Linked DNA regions of Macaca mulatta: region 2 is linked to region 1. Evidence: chromatin contacts called from public Hi-C data. All regions are on one chromosome and are shown on one strand. The core of a region is the stretch at or near the end of the contact, and the rest is flanking DNA. Distances in the headings are between cores, read along the strand shown.

What was found. A called contact is a pair of places that touch in the nucleus more often than the background predicts.
Region 2: a contact with region 1 is called in a Hi-C map of fetal cortex germinal zone, with 4 times the contacts expected there. The contact joins the promoter of TUBGCP6 here to the promoter of PPP6R2 in region 1. A contact is called at or near these places in 5 of 14 Hi-C or Micro-C datasets (CD4 T cells, cortical neurons, fetal cortex germinal zone and 2 more).

The regions. Positions count from the first base shown.
Region 1 is chr10:1,108,184-1,114,570 of T2T-MMU8v2.0, forward strand. PPP6R2 (protein phosphatase 6 regulatory subunit 2) reads right to left here and starts at 2,197. Exons shown (of 24, transcript XM_077949201.1): 1 at 1,974-2,197.
Region 2 is chr10:1,200,377-1,206,010 of T2T-MMU8v2.0, forward strand. TUBGCP6 (tubulin gamma complex component 6) reads left to right here and starts at 3,517. Exons shown (of 25, transcript XR_013398869.1): 1 at 3,517-4,821. HDAC10 (histone deacetylase 10) reads left to right here. Exons shown (of 18, transcript XM_077949234.1): 10 at 252-319; 11 at 398-659; 12 at 770-854; 13 at 1,598-1,689; 14 at 1,829-1,885; 15 at 2,185-2,263; 16 at 2,468-2,650; 17 at 2,733-2,885; 18 at 3,033-3,371. The coding sequence ends at 3,056.

The DNA of each region.
Region 1 (6,387 bases), core at 947-3,446:
ATGCGGGACTCTGACTGGGGAACACTGATGGGTGGCAGACTGGACTGACGGTGGGGGAGCACTGACCAACAGTGGAGGCACTCACCAGTGTGGAGGCACTGACCGAAGGGAGGGGCATGACTTGCAAGGGGCACTGACGGTGGGGGGCACTGATGGGTGGGGTGGGGACTGATGGGTGAGGTGCAATGACTGGCTAGCAGGGAACACTGACTGGTGTAGGGTGGGGGAACAGAAGGAGAGCACTGACTGGGGGGGGCACTGACTGACTGGGAGGGAACCGACTGCGGGGGGAACTGACTGGGAGGGAACTGACCAGAGGGGGCCTTGACTTGCAGGGAACTGACTGGAGAGAGAACTGACTTGGGGGGCCTTGACTTCGGGGAACTGACTGGAGTGGGCATTGATTTGGGGGGCACTGACTGGAGGGGGCACTGATGGGAAGAACTGACTGAGGGGGACACTGACTGGGGGGGCACTGACTGACATGGGGGACACTGACTGAAGGGGGCACTGACTGGGGGAACCAACTGACTTGGGGGAAACTGACTTGGGGGAAACTGATTGGAGGGGGCACTGACTTGGGGGAACTTACTTGGGGGGAACTGACTGGGGGTCACTGACTGGAGGGGGCACTGACGGACTTAGGGGGACACTGACTGGGGGGCACCGACTGACTGGGGGGGACTAGAGAAGGCAGTGACTGGAGGGGCACTGACTGACTTGAGGGGCACTGACCGGGGGAACTGACTGGAGGGGGCAGTGACTGGGGGGAAATGACTGGAGGGGGCATTGACTGGGGGTCACTGACTGGAGGGGGCACTGACGGACTTAGGGGGACACTGACTGGGGGACACCGACTGACTGGGGGGAACTGACTAGAGGAGGCAGTGACTGGAGGGGCACTGACTGACTTGAGGGGCACTGACCGGGGGAACTGACTGGAGGGGGCACTGACTGGGGGGAACTGACTGGAGGGGGCAGTGACTGGGGGGAACTGACTGGAGGGGGCATTGACTGGGGGGAAATGATTGGAGGGGCACTGACTGGGGGGAACTGACTGGAGGGAGCAATGACTGGAGGGGCACTGACTGACTGGAGGGGCAGTGACTGGGGGGAAATGACTGGAGGGGCACTGACTGACGGGGGGGGAACTGACTGGAGGGAGCAATGACTGGAGGGGCACCGACTGGGGGGAACTGACTGGAGGGGGCAGTGACTGGGGGGAAATGATTGGAGGGGGCACTGACTGGGGGGAACTGACTGGAGGGGGCAGTGACTGGGGGGAAATGATTGGAGGGGGCACTGACTGGGGGGAACTGACTGGAGGGGCACTGACTGACTGGGGGGGAACTGACTGGAGGGAGCAATGACTGGAGGGGCATTGACTGACTGGGGGGGGAACTGACTGGAGGGAGCAATGACTGGAGGGGCACTGACTGACTGGAGGGGGCAGTGACTGGGGGGAAATGACTGGAGGGGGCACTGACTGGGGGGAAATGACTGGAGGGGGCAGTGACTGGGGGGAAATGACTGGAGGGGGCACTGACTGGGGGGAAATGACTGGAGGGGGCAGTGACTGGGGAAAAGTGACTGGAGGGAGCAATGACTGGAGGGGCACTGACTGACTGGGGGGGAACTGACTGGAGGGAGCAATGACTGGAGGGGCACTGACTGACTGGAGGGGGCAGTGACTGGGGGGAAATGACTGGAGAGGGCACTGACTGGGGGGAAATGACTGGAGGGGGCAGTGACTGGGGGGGAACTGACTGGAGGGAGCAATGACTGGAGGGGCACTGACTGACTGGAGGGGGCAGTGACTGGGGGGAAATGACTGACTTGGGGGGGAACTGACAGGGGGGCACCGACTGACTGGGGGAACTGACTGGAGGGGGAACTGACTGACGCGGGGGAAGTGACTTGGGAGGCAATGGCTGACTGGGGGCCGGGTCCGAGCGGCGGGCGGCCGCACTCACCTGCCCTGCGGGCCGGGCGTCGCGGCAGCTCCTCGGAGGCCCGTGTGGAGGCCCGAGCGGAGGCCAGGGCGCTGGTGGAGGCAAAGCCCGGGCGGCCTCGGGAGGGCCGCACACACATGGGCCCGGCCCGGGGCGCAGCGCCTGCGGACACCGGCGCGGCCGGCCGGCGGCTCGAGACCGACTCGGGGCCGCGGGCGGCACTCGGATCGCTCCAAAATGGCGGCGGCGGCACACGGGCGCGCGCTCAGGGGGCGGGGTCTCCGCGTGGGGCGCGCACGCTCGCGGCCGGGGGCGGGGCCGCGCGGGTGGGCGGGACCGGGACCTGGGCCAGCTCTTCGGGCCCCCTGGAGCCGGAGCACTCTGTGCAGCCCGCGTGGAAGCACTAGGCTCCCGGCCTCGGAGGGGTGTCCACTGTCTTGGAGTGGGTGGGGTAAGAGTCCGTCTTTCCTCTTTTACGTTCCCCTTTGAGGTATGGCTAAAGTTTTGTGCAAGCATAGTTAATTTTGTTGTAGCCACAAAACAATCCTCGAGAGGCCCTACGCAGTTTGAGAGCCACACACCTGGGGCAGGGGTTTCCCCGTGGCCCAGGAAAGGGCCTGTTCTCCCGGGCCTCCCTCCTGCCACAGGCCCCTCCCAGAGGCCGCGGGGCATGGACGCCCAGAGCAGCAGGAGCAGGCTCGGTCCCCGGCTCCAGGCCTGGCCCCTCCCCGTCTCGCGTCCTGCCTGGATCCGGAACGCCTGAGCCGCCTCCAGACACTGTTTTCTCCAGGTGCCCTACGACTTCTTGCTCGGCGTTTTGGAAATTAAGTATGTGCCTATTTAACAGGTGCTGGAATTGTTTAATTCCATCAAACTAATCTCAAAAAATGATCACTATTATTTCAGATGTCAGAGCGAGCTGTGGGTAAATGTTGGGAAAACATGGCTCACTTCAGGGATCTCTAAACGTTGTTTCCAGTTGTCAGTGTATTGCCCAGTATTCACCGATGCTCTCAGGGAAAGCGGATCTGGGCGGCTCAAATATTCGGTATTTCTCCTTTGCCAGCTGGCGCTGCTAGGCTTTGTCGGTAGGGGGCGCCAGAGAGACGTTGCAGGAGAAAAGGGCTTGGCCTTGCGGCTGGTGGCCCCGGGCTTCCCCGACGCCTGTCCCCTCCCCTGGTCAGAAGCACCCTCCTCGGCGGTTTTATAGCAGATGTCTCCAGCGAGCCTTTCCCCAGCAAAGCTTTTCCCCTAGCATCCTAAGGGTCAGATTTCTGGCAGATTTCCGTTGAGAGAACTTCCAGGAAGTGGGGGTAAAGAAGCCTCAGCCTCACAACCTAGAGGAGAGACGTCCTGCGTTCAGTAGGCTGTGCCCTTCTCATGCCCTCGCCATGGTCTCCTTTGCAGGAGCGGGAGGCGCTGCTGAGTTGAGCTGCGGAATGGGGACTGGGGCCAGGGGCACCAGATGCGGGAGATGCTCCAACCTCCCTTTTGCTGCCCTAAGCACGTTCAACTCTCTGCCTGATCTTGATACCCCTCCTGTGCCCAGCCAGTGCACCTGGGGTCAGCAAGAGCCCCTCTCCTCCTCTCTCACCCACACTGGATTCATCAGCAAATGTGTTCCCTCCACGGCAACATGTGGTAGCTCCACTACCAACATTCTGGTTTGAAACCAGTTTCTTTCTCCTGACTCCCAATAGTCTCCTACGGGGCCCCTGCTTCCATCCTGGAGTACTTGCTGTAGGTCAGCTTGTTGTAATCAGCAAAGCACCCAGAGGGGTCCAGTTAAAATAGATCCGATTGGCTGGGCACGGTGGCTCACGCCTGTAATCCCAGCACTTTGGGAGGCCAAGACGGGCGGATCACAAGGTCAAGAGATCGAGACCATCCTGACTAACACGGTGAAACCCCGTCTCTTACTAAAAATACAAAAACATTAGCCAGACGTGGTGGCGGGCACCTGTAGCCCCAGCTACTCGGGAGGCTGAGGCAGGAGAATGGCGTGAACCCGGGAGGCGGAGCTTGCAGTGAGCCAAGATCGCGCCACTGCACTCCAGCCTGGGCGACAGAGCGAGACTCTGTCTCTAAATAAATATGTGAAATGAAATGAAATAGGTCAGATCACATCTTCCCTACCCCCAGGAGCTCTTGCCTCACAGGCTGAACGACAAAGTCCCTGCTGTTGCCCACAGCGCCCTACATGACCTGAGCTCACCTCTCCTACTCCCCTTGCTCATGGCTCCCATCACGACTGCCTGCCACAGATGGTTGGCTGGTGATGTCCCTGCATCCCCGCAGGGACATCCTCGGTCATTGCTGTGCTTGGGACTGTCCTCCGGGATCTTGACTGCACTGTGCCCTTCCCTGTGGGGGTTTCCCTGGCCACTGTGTTTCAACTCACAATCATACACACACACACCACACACCACGTACCACACACACTACATACCACACACACCACATACCACACACACCCCACACACCCTCCACACACACCCCACATACCACACACACACCACATACCACACACACTATATACCACACACACCCTCCACACACACCCCACATACCACACACACACCATATACCACATACCACACACACTATATACCACACACACCCTCCACACACACCCCACATACCACACACCCAAATACCACACACACACCACATACCACACACATTACATACCACATACATTGCATACCATACACACCACACACCCTACACACACACCACACACCCTACACACCCTACACACACACACCACATACCACACACACCACACACCACACACACACCACATACCACACACACTATATACCACACACACGCACCACATACCACACACATTACATACCACACACACCACACACACACCACACACCCTACACACACACACCACATACCTGTAACACACATACCACATACCACACACACTACATACCCCACACACACCACACACCCTATACACACACGCCATACACCCTACACGCACACCACATACCACACAACCACATACCACACACATTACATACTACACGCACCACACACCACACACACCACACACCACATACCACACACATGACATACCACAGACACACCACACACGCTACACACACCACACACCATACACACACACCACATACCACACACACCACATACCACACACACACCACACACACACACCACACACTGTACACACACACACCACATACCACACATACCACACACCACATACCACACACACGACATACCACAGACACACCACACACGCTACACACACCACACACCATACACACACACCACATACCACACACACCACATACCACACACACACCACACACTGTACACACACACACCACATACCACAACATACCACACACACACCACACACCACATACCACACACACTACCCACACACACCACACACCGTACACACACCACATACCACACACTACATACCACACTTACTACATACACACACACTACATACCACACACACCACACACCCTACACACACACCACTTACCACACACACTACATACCACACACCACACACACACACCACATACACACACCACTTACCACACACACTACATACCACACACCACGTGTACCACATACCACACACACGACATACCACAGACACACCACACACACACCACATACCACACTCACACACCACACACACTACACACACACACCACACACCATACACACACACACCACATACCACACACACCACATACCACACACACTACATACCACACACACTACATACCACACACACCACACACCCTACACACACACACACACCACATACCACACACACACACCACACACACCACTTACCACACACACTACATACCACACACACTACATACCACACACACACCACACACCCTACACACACACACCACATACCACACACACACACACCCCACATACACACACCACACACCACTTGCCACACACAGTACATACCACACACCATGCACACCACATACCACACACACTACATACCACACACACACCACACACCAAACACACCATACACCACACATACCACATACCACACACTACACACACTACACACCATACATATACCACAAACACACCACACACCACACACACTACATACCACACACTGCACACCATACACACCACATACCACACACCACACACCACACACACTGCACACATACCACAGACACACACACCACACACACAGACACACCACACACATCGCACACACATACCACACACAGACACACACACACTACACACATGCAAGTGCACTGCACACATACCACAGACACACACACACACCACACACACAGACACACCACACACATCGCACACACATGCCACACACAGACACACACACACTACACACATGCAAGTGCACGCACACACACACCACACACCACAC
Region 2 (5,634 bases), core at 2,267-4,766, 94 kb after region 1:
CAAGGGCCCTCCTGGTGACACCCCATCCCAGTGCTATCTCTGCCCCAATCATGTCTCCACCCTCCTCCCAGGGCGGCTACCATCTGGAGTCACTGGCTGAGTCAGTGTGCATGACAGTACAGGCGCTGCTGGGCGACCCGGCTCCACCCCTGTCAGGGCTCATGGTGCCATGTCAGAGGTTCGAGGGGAGGGAGGGCAGGCGGGGCTGGGGTGTGAGGCCAGGCGTCACCACTGTTGTGTCTCCCCCACAGTGCCCTGGAGTCCATCCAGAGTGCCCGTGCTGCCCAAGCCCCGTACTGGAAGAGCCTGCAGCTGCAAGGTCAGTGTGGCCAGGTGCTAGGCTGCAGGATCCCACCTCAGGCTCCGTGCAGTGGCTATGACTCTGAACTGTCCCTAGATGTGACCCCTGTGCCGACGAGCCCCAGCACCCACTCCCCAGAGGGGAGGCCTCCACCTCTGCTGCCTGGGGGTCCCATGTGTAAGGCAGCTGCACCTGCACCTGCACCGAGCTCCCTCCTGGACCAGCTGTGCCTCTGCCCTGCACCCTCTGTCCGCACCACCGTTGCCCTGACAGCGCCAGATATCACACTGGTCCTGCCCCCTGATGTCATCCAACAGGAAGGGTCAGCCCTGAGGGAGGAGACAGAAGCCTGGGCCAGGTGGGCAGGGCTGGCCTGGGGAGGATGGGGCCGCATCTACACCTGTGCGTGTGTGTGCCTGACGTGTAGTCACTACGTGTCTGTGTGTCCCTCTGGTCTGTCCACCACAGGCCACACGAGTCCCTGGCCCGGGAGGAGGCCCTCACTGCACTTGGGAAGCTCCTGTACCTCTTAGATGGGATGCTGGATGGGCAGGTGGGAGCACCTGTGAGGGGTTGGGGGTGCTGTGGACCTAGGGGCAGGGACCAGGACCTGCCAACGAGATGTGGCCTGTCCAGAGGAGGGCTGGGTGGTGCAGAACCACATGGATGTGAACGTTGCCTTGTGCCAAGAACGGTTCTCAGAACAGCCCCAGGGATGGGGATCACCAGCGTGTCTGACCTCTGACCTCAGCTTCTTCAGTTAAATGCTCTTTGGCAGAGAGGTGAAGGGGGTGATTTAAAGTATACATTTAGGCAGGGTGCAATGGCTCATGCCTGTAATAACAGCAGTTTGGGGGGCCAAGGTGGGAGGAATGTTTGAGCTCAGGAGTTCAAGACCAGCCTAGAGAACATACAGAGACCCTGTCTCCACAAAAAATAAAAAAGTCAGCCAAGTGTGGTGGTGTGTGCCTGTAGTTCAGTTACTTAGGAGGCTGAGGCAGGAGGATCACTTAAGCCCAGTAGTTTGAGACTGCGGTGAGCTATAATTGCGCCACTGCACGCCAGCCTGGGTACAGAACAAGTCCCTGTCTCTCAAAAAAAAAAAAAAAAAAAAAGAAAGAAAAAAAATTACAGACGTAAGCATCTTATTTACAGAAGCAGAGTAATTGACCTGAGTGTAAGAAGTGTGGCTGGCAGTAGCCACAGAGATACACCGAATGCAGGGAACCGTGGATCTGTTTACCTGGCTCGGGAGTTGGCTGCTGCCTCGTCCTCCACTGTTTATTCATCCCACAGGTGAACAGTGGCATTGCAGCCACTCCAGCCTCTGCTGCAGCAGCCACCCTGGATGTGGCTATTCAGAGAGGCCTGTCCCACGGAGCCCAGAGGTAAGCCTCACTTGACCATCCGGAGCCTCTGAGGGCAGGACCTGTGGGCACCCCTATCCTGGCTGGCCAAGCAGAGAGAGCTCTGGGAATGGACTCTGGACAACAGGAACACCTGTCCTGAGGCCAGCTCTTCCTCCAGGCTGCTGTGTGTGGCCCTGGGACAGCTGGACCGGCCTCCAGACCTTGCCCATGACGGGTAGGACTCTCACGTCTTGCATCTGTCCAGCCATGGATGTGAATGGGCATGCGACGGATGTGTGCCTGGGCCCCAGGGTGACGGGTGGGTGGGGCACTTGGTACTGAATGGAGCCTTCCTCAGCTGGGGTTTGGGAGAAGGGCTGCTACAGGCAATGCCAGGTGGGTCTCCAGCACAGAGGCTCAGCAGTCACAGCACCCCTGCCCATGGCCCTGTGAATGCTCTTCCACCTCTGCCTCTGTGGTCTGGGCTCAGGAGGGTGAGCGGGGCCTTACACTTATGCACATGTGTCTTGGAAGGAGGACTCTGTGGCTGAACATCGGGGGCAAGGAGGCAGCCGCCCTATCCATGTTCCATGTTGCCACGCCACTGCCAGTGGTGAGTGACCACGCCCCGCAGCAAGGCAGGTGCTGGGGAGCCCATGGATGTGTGCCGCTGCTGCTTGCTGGCATGTCATGATAGCAGGCCTCTGGTCCTTCCTGTCTCCCTGCTCCTGCTCCAGGGGTCCTGAGATTGAGAGGTTGGGGGGCCAGAGCCAGCAGGTGTCTGTAGATGAGGAGCTGGGCTCTGCTGTCCCCACAGATGACTGGTGGCTTCCTGAGCTGCATCTTGGGCTTGGTACTGCCCCTGGCCTATGGCTTCCAGCCTGACCTGGTGCTAGTGGCGCTAGGGCCTGGCCATGGCCTGCAGGGCCCCCACGCTGCACTCCTGGCTGCCATGCTTCGGGGACTGGCAGGGGGCCGAGTCCTGGCCCTCCTGGAGGAGGTAAGCTGGGCAGGGTGGAGGTGCTGTGGGGTGGGATGAGGGGAAGGACCAATGACTGCTTCCGTCTTCGCCCCTGGCCCAGGACTCCACACCCCAGCTAGCAGGGATCCTGGCCCGGGTGCTGCGTGGAGAGGCACCTCCTAGCCTAGGCCCTTCCTCTGTGGCCTCCCCGGAGGACGTCCAGGCTCTGATGTACCTGAGAGGGCAGCTGGAGCCTCAGTGGAAGATGCTGCAGGTGAGGCTGATTGCGGAGGCATGGCTCTGCCCTGGGGCCCGGCTCTGCCGCAGAGGTCGGTGGGGAGGGCAGGGCAAGTGAGTGCTGAGAACCAGCTCCAGTGCAGGAGGCCAGCTGCGCGCCTCCTCCCGGCTCCTCCTCCTGTAGTGCCGTCCTCACCTGGTGGTTTGAAATCGGCCAAGGTGGGTGCATTTACGCCGCAGAAATGACACCGCACGCCAGCGCCTCGCTGCCGCGATCCGGACCCCAAGCCCGCGGCTCCCACGACTCCGGGGCACGGAACCCCGCCCCCTCCCACCCCCGTCCCCTCCCACCCGTGCTTCCCCCGCTCCACCCCTCACTTCGCCTCGCCCCGCCCCACCCATCGCGCCCTGGCCCGTCCCATCCGAGCCCATGCAACCCACCCTCGGTCCCGTTCCGGCCCCTGCGCCCCGTTGCCCTTCCCTCCCCGCCCTTGCGCCGTTAGTAAACATGGGTCAAACGAAACCCTGGTTTTGCCTCCTTTACTGAACACGCTGGCCTCGATCTCTCAACCGCTGTGCGGGACTCAGGCCGGAAGTGCGCCGCGGCCCGGGTCTCACTTTCACGCGCAGCCGGCGTTCCCGTGACGTATTTCCGGCGCGCCCGCCCTAGCGCTCTTCACGCTCGCGCTGCTGTGACGCGACGGAGGCGGCGGGAGCGGGAGCGGTGGGCTTTTTCCACAGGTGACGCCTGGAGAACGGGTGGACGTGCAGGCCGGGAACCACCCGGCTGCGCCCCCACACTCTCCGCTGCCCACGAGTCTCGGAGTGGCACCCTCTCCTGGTCGTCTCCTCTCGTGGGGCCCGAAGAACGGGGCAAAGCCGAGTTCGTGCGCTGTACTGCGCGGGCGCGCGTTTCGTTCTTCGGGTTTGCCATGGTTCTGTGACTCCCTAAAGGTTGAGGGCTACTGAATTGGAAGAAACGCCAAGCTGGCTTCTGGGGGGCTGCCGGGCGCCGGGCAGCGTGCTTGGGCTGGGGAGGGCAGGGCGTGTTTACTCTGAGTAGAGCAACCGCAAAACCTCCTTTAGAAAATACCCGTTCTGAGCTGCGGCGTTGGAGAGGCCGCCTGTCGTTCAGCCCCTTCAGACCCTCTCTCACTCCGTCTTCCGGAGCGTGAGTGAAGCCCGGGTGAGGTGTTTTCCCACACGCCGGGGGCCCGGAGCTGAGAAGGGGCATGGCCAGCATCACGCAGCTGTTCGACGACCTGTGTGAGGCCCTCCTGCCGGCTGCCAAGACTCACCTGGGCCAGCGCAGTGTGAACCGGAAGAGGGCAAAGCGGAGCCTCAAGAAGGTGGCCTACAATGCGCTTTTCACAAATCTTTTTCAAGATGAGACTCAACAGCTGCAGCCTGACATGTCAAAACTACCAGCGAGAAACAAGATCCTCATGTTGTCCTTTGACTTGAGAGTGGGTGGCCTGGGCCTCGAGGCCGACCGTCTGGAGGAGCTTGTGGAGGAGCTTGAAGCAGCCCCTTGCTGTCCGCTTTTGGAGGTGGGGTCTGTTTTGGACCTCCTGGTTCAGCTGGCAGGGAGTGGTCCCCCTCAACTTCTGCCGAGAAATCGAGACTACTTCCTTAACAACAAGCACGTGGGGAGAAACGTTCCGTATAGCGGCTATGATTGCGACCACCTGAGTGTGTTTGAGACGGACGTTCAGTCTCTGATCTCCAGAGAAGAGTGTTTGTGTCACAGCATGATCCAGGAAACACTTCAGGTTATGGAGGCTGCTCCAGGCACCGGCCTGCCCACCGTCGGGCTCTTCTCATTTGGTGACTCTTGTGGTGACAGGTTTGAGAGAGACACCCGGGTCTCGCTCTTCGGGGCCCTTGTGCACAGCCGCACTGACGACATGGACGTCCGACTGGGCCTGCCCCCCGTGCCAGACAATGCAGACCTCTCTGGGCTGGCCATTAAGGTAGAATGTTTGGTTTTTCCTCTTTCACCTTTCTTGGGGTTTGGAAAATGCTTTCTGTGACTTTCTTTTTTTTTTTTTTTTTTTTTTTTTTTTTTTTCAGACAGGGTCTCTGTCACTCAGGCTGGAGTGCAGTGGCGTGATCTTGGCTCACTGCAACCTCCACCTCCTGGGCTCAAGCAATTCTCGTACCTCAGCCTCCCGAGTAGCTGGAATTACAGTCACCTGCCTCCACGCCCGGCTAATTTTTTTTTTTTGGAGATGGAGTCTCGCTCTGTTGCCCAGGCTGGAGTGCAGTGGTGTGATCTCGGCTCACTGTAACCTCCACCTCCCAGGGTCAAGTAGTTCTCCTCCCTCAGCCTCTTGCATAGCTGGGATTACAGGCGTGAGCCACCACGCCCAACTAATTTTTGTATTTTTAGTAGAGACGGGGTTTCACCATGTTGGCCAGGCTGGTCTCCAACTCCTGACCTCAGTTGATCCACCCACCTCGGCCTCCCAAAGTGCTGGAATTAAGGTCACTGCGCCTGGCCCAGTGACCTTCCTTTTATCCTGGTAAAAGGGGGGATAGTCTGGTGGCTGCATTGTGGGGTGGGGCTACTGGAGTGGACTTACTGGCGGCCACCCTGCTCTGCAAGGACAGTGCTGCCCACCTGCCGGCCAAAGCAACGTGCTGCTTTTCATCTTTACCTAACGGGGCATGTCATTAAGCCTCCTCTGCCTTCTAGAGCTGCCATTTAAATTTAAGTTAATTAAAACAAAATAAAAAATTCAGTTCCTCAGCCCCACAAGCCACATTTCAAGTGCTCAGTAGCC